2 separate regions of the Triticum aestivum genome follow, and region 1 is linked to region 2. A link is a contact called in public Hi-C data. All regions are on one chromosome and are shown on one strand. Each heading gives the region's core, a stretch centred on a gene start, on an enhancer-like site or on the middle of the called end of the contact. The rest is flanking DNA. Distances are from core to core; before and after follow the strand shown.

Evidence for each region. Hi-C and Micro-C count contacts between places; a contact is called where the count stands out from the background.
Region 1: a Hi-C map of leaf shows a contact between it and region 2, with 4 times the contacts expected there. The contact joins the promoter of LOC123060655 here to the promoter of LOC123060653 in region 2. A contact is called at or near these places in 2 of 5 Hi-C or Micro-C datasets (both in leaf) and 1 of 1 datasets of contacts at active chromatin or transcription factors (leaf).

What each region holds. Positions count from the first base shown.
Region 1 is chr3A:128,364,276-128,368,964 of IWGSC CS RefSeq v2.1, forward strand. It overlaps LOC123060655 (cytochrome P450 710A1), which reads right to left and starts at 3,218. Exons shown (of 1, transcript XM_044483455.1): 1 at 1,403-3,218. The coding sequence starts at 3,218. The coding sequence ends at 1,775.
Region 2 is chr3A:128,226,156-128,230,799 of IWGSC CS RefSeq v2.1, forward strand. It overlaps LOC123060653 (phospho-N-acetylmuramoyl-pentapeptide-transferase homolog), which reads left to right and starts at 3,045. Exons shown (of 8, transcript XM_044483451.1): 1 at 3,045-3,370; 2 at 3,653-3,730; 3 at 3,819-4,048; 4 at 4,481-4,644. The coding sequence starts at 3,218. It overlaps LOC123060654 (a long non-coding RNA gene), which reads right to left and starts at 2,419. Exons shown (of 6, transcript XR_006428080.1): 1 at 1,826-2,419; 2 at 1,513-1,706; 3 at 683-812; 4 at 97-561.

The sequences.
Region 1 (4,689 bases), core at 1,968-4,467, 140 kb after region 2:
GACTTGTCCGACTCTGGACAAGATTCGCTCTCATAGTCTTCACTCGAAGGCATATGTTTTGTTTAAGCATCATTTCAGTCATTCTGACTGGTTCTCTTGGACCCCACTTAACAGTACGGTGGTTTCTATGACTCAACACAGAAGAAAAAGAACTACGAAAGATCTAAGTCTTCGAGCTCCATAGGCTTCATGCGGTGTCTTCTCTTGTCATAGTCTTTAATGTGAATATCTTCATATACCACCTTTGACATCAATGTCTTCATACATTTTTAGGGGTCATCTCTGGTAGGAAAACCGAATCGATGAGGGACTTCTACCTGTGTTATCCTGCAATTCTCACAAATACATTAGTCCCTCAACTAGGTTTGTCGTCAATACTCCAAAACCAACTAGGGTTGGCACTAGATGCACTTACACCTCGTCACATTATGTGATTGGTGGCACACCATCTTCGCAACTAACCCAGAAAACCAATTTACTGAGATTAACTTGCTCATCATCTGGCTAGAATGTAACAAGACAGTGCTTGACAACAATGCCTCCGCAGGGACGTACATTTGGAGTTAGACGTAAGCAGAATTTGCGCTTTGGAAGCTTGTGCGTGTGGATAGGATGTGTAGAGAGTAGTCCGGGGTGTTGGTTGTGTGTAAAGCTCGGTGGAAAGAAAAACGCATTGTGGCAAAAAAGTGCCGTCCTTAAAATCTACTATTAACGTGCTATTGGTGAGGTATTGTACACAAAATTATTTAGCGAGTTATTCCTTAGCATGCTATTAGATGGCTACGATGACCGTTTGTGGCTAGTTGAGTGTTTCTTGTAACTAAACCGTTCTCTCCCACTTAATACAATGGCACACAATCCTCTTGCATGCTCTTAGAAAATAGTTAATACATTTTGGAGTAGTTAGATTATACAAGTTGGCAGAAAATCTTGCAGCGCAACGCACATGCGTATATATTTAGGGAACATGCATATATATGATATTAGAAGACGTTGCCCATCATAGGGTCGGCCCCTATTACAATAGTTTCCAAGATACTCGTGCATAAGAAAGTTCACGCGTTTCCCATCGGTTGGACGAAATAATTTATATCAAAAAATTGCTTTTGTACATCTCAATTATATGCAAACAAAGCGACTGAGTTTAACTTAAATGGTAAGAATTTTTTGTGGTGGAACCTAATCATCCGAGTTCAAGTTATAGACTTGTCATAAGTGATCGTATTTTACAAATTTATTTTAGATTTTCTTTATTCTTTGATGGCATGTCATGTTGGTCAACTTCCCACTAAAAATGTATCGCCGGAAATCCCGAAATAAATCCAGAAATAATGGGAGCACCAGGATTTGAACCCTGGTGGGTTAGGGATATCACTGTCCACCTAACCAACTCAACCACAGGTTAATTCGCAGGATGCTCATGCTGTTACTGTGTATTCATCAACAACAAAAATGCAAACCGAAGTGACCTAAGCTTAGACTGGTCGTACCGATGAGTTATCCAAACAGGAGACCAAGACTAGAAACAGTCAAGCAAAATAGTCAAATCGTGCAATTCCATTTCAGATTTCAGACATGGCCAATTTAACCCCAATAAAATCAGCACATGACGCATGCGGCCCGCCGGCCAGCAGCAAACCAATGACAAACAAAACAATAAACTGATGAATGGACCAACCCGCGCTGGACAACAACTCATCACATCGACATGAAAGAGGAAGGGGCGAGAGCAGAGGGCGAAGGGGACAAGAGGACGGACCCAAGACGGACCAGCTCAGAAGGATGGGAACGTGCGGCAGCGCTGCTCCATGTACACGGCGCAGCCGTCCCTGGGCACGATGGTCGGCATGTACACCGGCTCGTCGCACCCCGGCGTGCCGTCCCGCCGGAAGTCGGCGACGGACACGAAGAGCGCCAGGAAGAGCACGAGGTGGTTCAGCGCGTACCGCTGGCCGACGCACTGGTGCGCGCCGGCGCCGAAGGCCAGGAAGTTGCGCTTGCACGCCACGTCCTCCCGGCGCGCCTCCGAGAAGAAGCGCTCCGGGTCGAACGCGTCCGGCGAGGCGAACCCCTGGAACGACGACTCGTACACCGACGGGAACACCATGGCCCCCTTGGGCACCGCGTACCACTCCGTCAGCTGGAACGCCTCGCCGGCGACGTGAGGCACCAGCGTCGCCGGCGGCCGGTGCCGGACCACCTCCCGCGCCACCGCCTGGGTGTACCTCATCCCCTGGATCTTCTCGGCGGTGATCGGCTTGCCCGACTCCGGCGACCAGGCCGCGGCCACCTCGGCGCGCACGCGGGCGAGCACGTCCGGGTGGGAGTCGAGCGCGGAGACCGCCCAGCAGAGCGAGGACGTGGACGCGTCCTGGGCGGCGAACAGGAAATCGAAGAGGAAGCCCCCGAACTCCTCGTCGCCGGTGTGCGCCGGCGGCGGCCGCCCCGCCGCCGCGGCCTCGTCCATCTCCCGCAGCGTCTCCTGCATCCAGTAGTCCACCAGGCACTCCGGCTCGCCGCCGGCGCGCATGCGCGCCTTGCTCTTCCGCGCGCACTCCCCGAGCGTGCGCACGAGCCGCGCCACGGCCAGCCTCGCGCGCCGGAACGCGAACCCGGGCAGGTCGACGGGGACGGACATGAGGCCGAGGTTGAAGAGGGCGTAGTCCTTGGCGAACCGCTCCCTGGCCTTCTCGGAGAGGTAGGAGCCGACGAACACCGTCTGCGACGTCTCCAGGTTCATGTCGCGGCAGGGCACCCGAATCGGCATGGCCTCGCCGGTGGCGGCGCTCTGGTCGAGCCACCGCCGGAGGTGGGCCAGGATGACGCGCTGCTGGATGGCGGCGTAGGTGGAGAGCGCGCGCGGCGTGAAGTTGGGCGTGATCCGGCGGCGCAGGTCCTTGTGGTCCTCGCCGAACATGTAGATGAGGTTGTGGTCGCCGAAGAGGCGCTTGCCGAAGGGGTGGCCGATGAGGTGGAAGGCGTCGGGGCGGACGTTGGCGAAGACGCGGTGGGACAACTCCGAGTCGCGGACGAAGACGATGAAGCGGCCGAACAGGAAGTCCGCGGCGAGGCCGGCGCCGGACTCCCTGGCCCGCGCCGCCTGCGCGTCCCAGAACCCCGTGGGGTCGCGGATCATGCGCACGGCGCTGCCGAGGAACGGCACGACGAGCGACGGGCCGGGCAGCGGGCCCTTCTTGCGGAGGTAGGACAGCTGCTCGACCAAGAAGTACATCGCCACCGCCGCTGCCACGACGAACGGCGCCGCGCCGCGCAGGTCAAAGAAACCGGCCGCTCGCAGCAGCTCCGCCATTGCGCCCGCCCAGTGCTGGCTCGCTGAGGTTATCGTGGAGCTCAGGGCTGGAGCTCTCCCTGGCCTGCACACCAAAAGAACACGAGAAATGTATTGAACCGGTCTGTCTACCGGGGACGGCGTATTTAAGCAGGAAGGTTGGAGTGGGAGCCGGCGGTCAAAGGCTGGCTGGGTGGCGCTGGGAAAACGAAAGGTGGTGGCGGCCGTGCTGGGTTGTGTTGGGCTGGCTGCACGGGCCGGGGCGGATTGGCTGGTGGCCTGCAGTCGCTGCGCGCGGCCGCGGGGTGGAAGAAACGAGGCGCGCAGACAGACGGGGGAAGCAGAAGCCGCGACGGGAAAAGGCCGGGGGACGTGGCCGCGTGCTTCTGGATGGCGTTTTGCACGGGAAGGGCATGGGAGTGGTGGCGACAGGGATGGGATGGGATGGGATGGGCGGGGCGGCGCACACTGGCACGCAGGCATGTCGCCGGATTTTGAAAAAGGGAGAGGCTTGCTGCTTTGCCGCCGGAATGTTTCCAGAGACTGAATTACTCGTCGTGTAGGTCCTTTGGGTTTTTTCTTCTTCTTTTGCATCGAATCATGGGAGCTTTATTAAGAAATTAACACCCTGTTACAATCATTCAGCAAGCACAGCGAGGAATGGTGTAGAAACTCTGAAGGATAAGAATTTTATAGGAAAAGTTCTTTTTAATCCTTTGGTTTGTAGGAATTTTATAGGAATTCTATAGGATAGGATTTGCAAAGGAAAAATTCCTTTGACGCCCTTTGGTTTATAGGAATGGATTCCTATTCCTGTGTAGGATAGGTTCAATCCTTCACATTTTGGAGGAAAAAAAACATTAGTCTAGACTTAATGAAAAAATTCCTATCCTATGCATCAAATGACATCTCTTTCTTTATAGGAATTGAGATGCATGTCATCTCACTTTCTATGATTTTTCTATTCCTATAAAATTTCTATCCTATGAACCAAAGGAGGCATAAGTCTTTTGGGTCGTAGGAACAAGATTCCTACTCCTGTGTAGGATGAGTCGTGCCATGCACACGGCAAAATTCGGACGATTCACACACGATGATTAAAACCGGCCGGACATGTGTGGCTGAAAGAGCACCGACGGCTGGATTTACATGTCTTGCATACGTCGGGCACAGGTATCGTGCATGGAGCGGTTTCGATGTAAAATAGTAACCAGTCTTTTAAATTTCACATCGTATGCTTTTTTCTGTTTCCATGATATTCATATGAACCAAACTAGCCCTGAGAGGATCCATCCAAATGTTAGACGACCCGTGAAAGTATGCCAAGCATGCCGAGTTTCGACAAAGAAAGGACAAGGGATTACGCGTGTGGGAGATAAGATTTTGATTAAAAGCTCTCC
Region 2 (4,644 bases), core at 1,795-4,294:
CGGCAATGAAAGTAATAATAATACAAAACAGTGAGATACATACATGTGTGCTCCAAGTTATATATACCTCTGAAAGGAAATTAAGAGAAATCCCACCTCAAAGTTTCTGGGTGATTGGACAGCTAATAATCCTGATTGCTAGCCATTGCCGATTGACCTTATTGTATATTCCAAAGCTGCAAAGAAAGGAAGCATTGCAAGTAAGTAAAGAACTTTGATCACATCATGCAAGTTCTATTACTCTCGGAATTGTAAGTAGCAATAGCTTGTTTGGGGAAGCATGAGAAGCATTGCCACAAACAGTAAAGGGTTTAGAAACACATTTTCTTTGGGCATCATAGAAAAGATATAAACTCTGAAATATTCAGTGACACTTTGCCAGAATTCTGTGCTTAACCGAAGCGGGATAGTTGTGTAATAGCATCCTCTCCTCTCAGTGTGTGCAGGCGCTTTCTTGGCAAATTTGTCTTCTCTAAGTGTTTCCATCAATCGTCTCCCCATATCCATTTGGGGAGCTCTATCCATCCATGATGTCTCCAATGCAATTGCCACCAATTGGCTCTGTACAAATCAAACACACATAACCAGCAACTCATTAGTTGGTTCTATCAAAAATGTCTTAAATACAGGCTGCTCTGTAACTATTAAGGGTACGAGAAAAATCAAAATGCATCAGACTTACCAAGGCGTTCAATGACACTTTGTGACAAGTAGCTTTAAAGTTGTTTCCAGTCTCCAAAAGAATCCAAATTGTATGGGCCAAGCTGACCATCGAACTCGAAACGTTTTACTGCTTCAGAGTATCCGATTTCCTACCATAAAACAAAGTTCAATATTCTTGGCTTCTAGCCCAAGAAAAATCAAACATATGCAATCCCTAGTTTGAGGTATTAATATGTTATATGTTACAGTTAATAACAGGAAGGTCGACTATTTCCAATATGTTGCAATTTTGAGACGCCGGACAAATACAGTTTTGGTAGTCCATATTTCATATATTATTCATAAACCAGCTGCAAGGAAAATGAGCTGAACATAAATTAGGCAAATTTATGTACTTTGGCATATTAAATTATCATCTGGTGCGGATTTGGTAGGTTAGGCACTTCAGAGAAGTAGTAATCCCATTGGGGCAATGCATCTTCTGTTTTATTATCAACTCAATTAGTTATTTGTAAGGTTTCAAAATGCTTTAAAATTTACAAGATATATTGAATATTGATACCTAGAGTTTTGCAGTTACAGTACAAGGCGCAAATACAAGATTTGCAACAACTGAGGAAGCTGACGCTGCCATACTAATATTTCGCAAAATGCAATATAGTTATCCTAACGCAATATTGGCCAATACCAGTATAGTCTCAACTATCAAGTGATGTACTATGTGCAAGAAGACAAGAGAACAACAGCTACAGTGGACCTGCAATGATAAATTCCACACAAAATCAATGGAAACAAAAAAAGTATAACTGAAAGAGAAGAACAACATCTCTAGGCAAGAGAATGGATCACCTGGGCGTCTTCAGAGTGGTTGTGCTGGGGAGAACCGATGCCCGCGGCGGCCGTGTCGTGCTGGGGAGAACCGACGCAGGCGGCGGCCGTGTCGCATTGGGCCTCCTCGTTGCTGAAGGGCGCTCCAGCAGTGTGCATTTGCACATTTAAGCCTCAATGCACGTACTCCAAATCTCCCAATGCAGCAACATATGCTACAGATTATAAGTCACCTAAGGTGAACACATGTGCTCCATTTGAATGCCTCAAGGCCCCCCAAATCAGCTGACCGCATCTCCAATATAAGAAACAAACAAATATGAAGGCGCCTTACCTCGGGTCGTCTCTGCACAGACGCAAGGATGAAGGTCCAGTGCTTCCTCGGCATGGTCGAACAGGAGGTGTTGCGGGCCGGCAGCGGGCAGTGGCTCAGCCTCCTCACCCACTCCTAGCGTTAGAGGGGAGCGATGGGAGGGGAGGAGGAAGGGTGGAGCAGTATGCGGCCTGACGATGGGAAGGAGACGCGAGAGGAGGAGGACGGGAGGGGAAGAGGAGTCGGCCAAGGCGGCAGCCGGCTGGATGAAGGAGATGGCGGCGAGGTGGGATTGGCTCTCCTCGACCTCGCAGAAGACGGGACGGCGGCACGTCGGCCACATCACCCGCGGCCGGGTACCCGGGCGAGCAGTGGCGGCGGCGGCCAGCGGCGAGGCAGGGAGGCGGGCGCGGCAGAAGACGAGACGACGGCACGCCGGCCTCGTCGCGCGCGGCCCCCATCTCTCTAGATGGGCGGCGTGAGGCCGGGGATGGGTGCCCGGGCGAGCGGCGGCGCCGGCGCCGGCGGCAGGGCAGGGAGGCGGGCGCGAGGTAGGGTTTGGATGGGGAGAGAGAGGTGAGGGCGCGGGCGCGAGTGCGCGAGGAGGCGGCGGCTACGGTTCACCAGGGGAGCCAGCCCTTTTATACGCCCACCACGCGAAATGACCAAAATGCCCTGGTGAGGGCATGATATTTACATTTTGTTGCCATTACTATTCATTCCAGCAGTAACTTTTTTTTATCCGACGGACGAGGTCACTCCAGGGCTCGATCCGACAGCTCGGATCGCATCAAGCGCGCAGATCCAACGGTCCAGAATCGCGATCGCTGAGAAGGCTTGTGCATCCATCCGTCTCTTATTTCTGGATTCTGGATTTATGTTATGTTTGAGATGCTCTGCATTTCAGATGAATAATAGATCTATAATCCTTTCGAAAAAAGTTAAACTCCCTTAGAATTATGTAGAACTTTGTGGATTTGCTTTTTTCACTAAATCACCAGTGCATTACTTCCTCGGTAAAGAAATATAAAAGCATTTAGATCACTACTAAAAGCAACGCTCTCTTATAGTATGTTTTACGGAGGGAGTATAAAATATGATCATAGATAGAAAAATCCGCTTTGTAGCGTGTTTCGACGTTACCAAAATGTTGAACAAAGCACCAGATGTCCAGATCCACCGCATAGCAAATGTCAATGTGCGAAGCGACGACCACTTTCCCCAAGGGAGAAAAATTGCTCCCAGGTTGGCCGAGGCCTCCAAAACAAGAAAGAAGTATCCAGCAAACACCCACCTCGCAGCGAAGCATTCCAAGAAAAACAGTAGCCGCTGTCCTCCGGTCGCCGTCAGAAAATACCCCTCGATCTCCGGCCATCTTCTTCCCCCGTCGTCCCCGCCGACGAAGTACCAGCCATGGCATCTCCTTCCTCCTCCTCCGCCTCCTGCTCCTACTACTCGTGCCCCGCGCCCCACCACCCGCGCTTCCGGCGATCCCTCCGGCGGCCGCCTCTCCCGCGGGTGCGCCCCTCCTCGACGCCGTCCTCCCGCCGACCCTCCGCCGTGCAGGTGAGCTCCTAGATCTCTCGATCCGCCCCAATTCCTCGTAGAGTTTGTTTTTCGCCTCGTTATTGCCGCCGTATTCATCGAAGCGTAGGCGACAGGTGATCTCCACCAGCTGCCATTTTTCAGATTTTTAGTTCCAAATGGTCAGGCCGTTGGTTGTTGCAGTAGCCGGTAGTCGCATGCTGATACTGCTGCGCGTTTCAGTTCAAACTAACATACGCCACCAAATGATTCACAAGATGGACGTGCGGTGGAATTGATCTCGCTGCTATTACCCTTCTTCAGGAGTCCCAGTTCGGAAGCATCCCATCCAGACCCACACGCAGGCGTGGTTCCATTCAAATCCCCACATCATTTGATGATGTACTGTGCTGTTTCTCTTCTTCAAATTCAGGTAGCAGTGCTGCACCACGAATTGGATTGTTTTACCAGTTGCAGTGACTTGGTGTAGGATCTGGGGGATTTCTCGCTGGTGCATCATGACGACGAGGATGATGCATTTGGTGTTGTTCTGTATTCAAGTGAGAGTGATTGGAGCGACGATGAGGTTGTGTTAACTCAAATTGGGGATGTTGAGTTGCCAACGATGATGACCGAGAGGCGCTTCAAGGCGGCAGAGGGTGCGATAACCATTGCTGCCCATAGGCTCGCCACCATTGGGAAAGGGCAAAGGAAGAGCAGGTAAATTATCTAGCTTTTCAGATCACAAGCGGAATACAAACAACTGTAGCTCATTCAAGTAGCTCTACAGCGATAAGTCATATACCATCATGATAATATGGCTAGGTGTCGGCATTGTATTACAACGAGTTGTATTGTATATTGTGTAATTTTCCAGCGAACATCACACACTTAACGAATATGCTGTTGTATAGTATAGTGTGTAATTTTCCAGGAATAATACACACTTAGCTGTGGAGTAATAATGGTAATATATTAAGATCATATGTGATGACCTTCCAGATTAATATTGTGCTAGAAAGGTTATGTAATTCTTATTCTTCACGGTCAACTGAACACAAAGACTGCCGAACCAATAAGAACAGATAGGCTCTTAGAAATGTGTTTGCTAGTTTCTGAGTTCTGACTAAAGTTTCTTACATCAATTCCCAGAACTCGACAAGGGCTGATGAATAATGTTGGGCTGATTGCTTTCCTAGCAGTGCAACTTTTGTTTGTCGACTGGTGTTCGTGGTGGATTGTTAGGCTACCTCTGGACTCATTTTATTTGACACGCCCTTTTTTAATATCAGCAGTTCTATCCACATTAGCTGGAT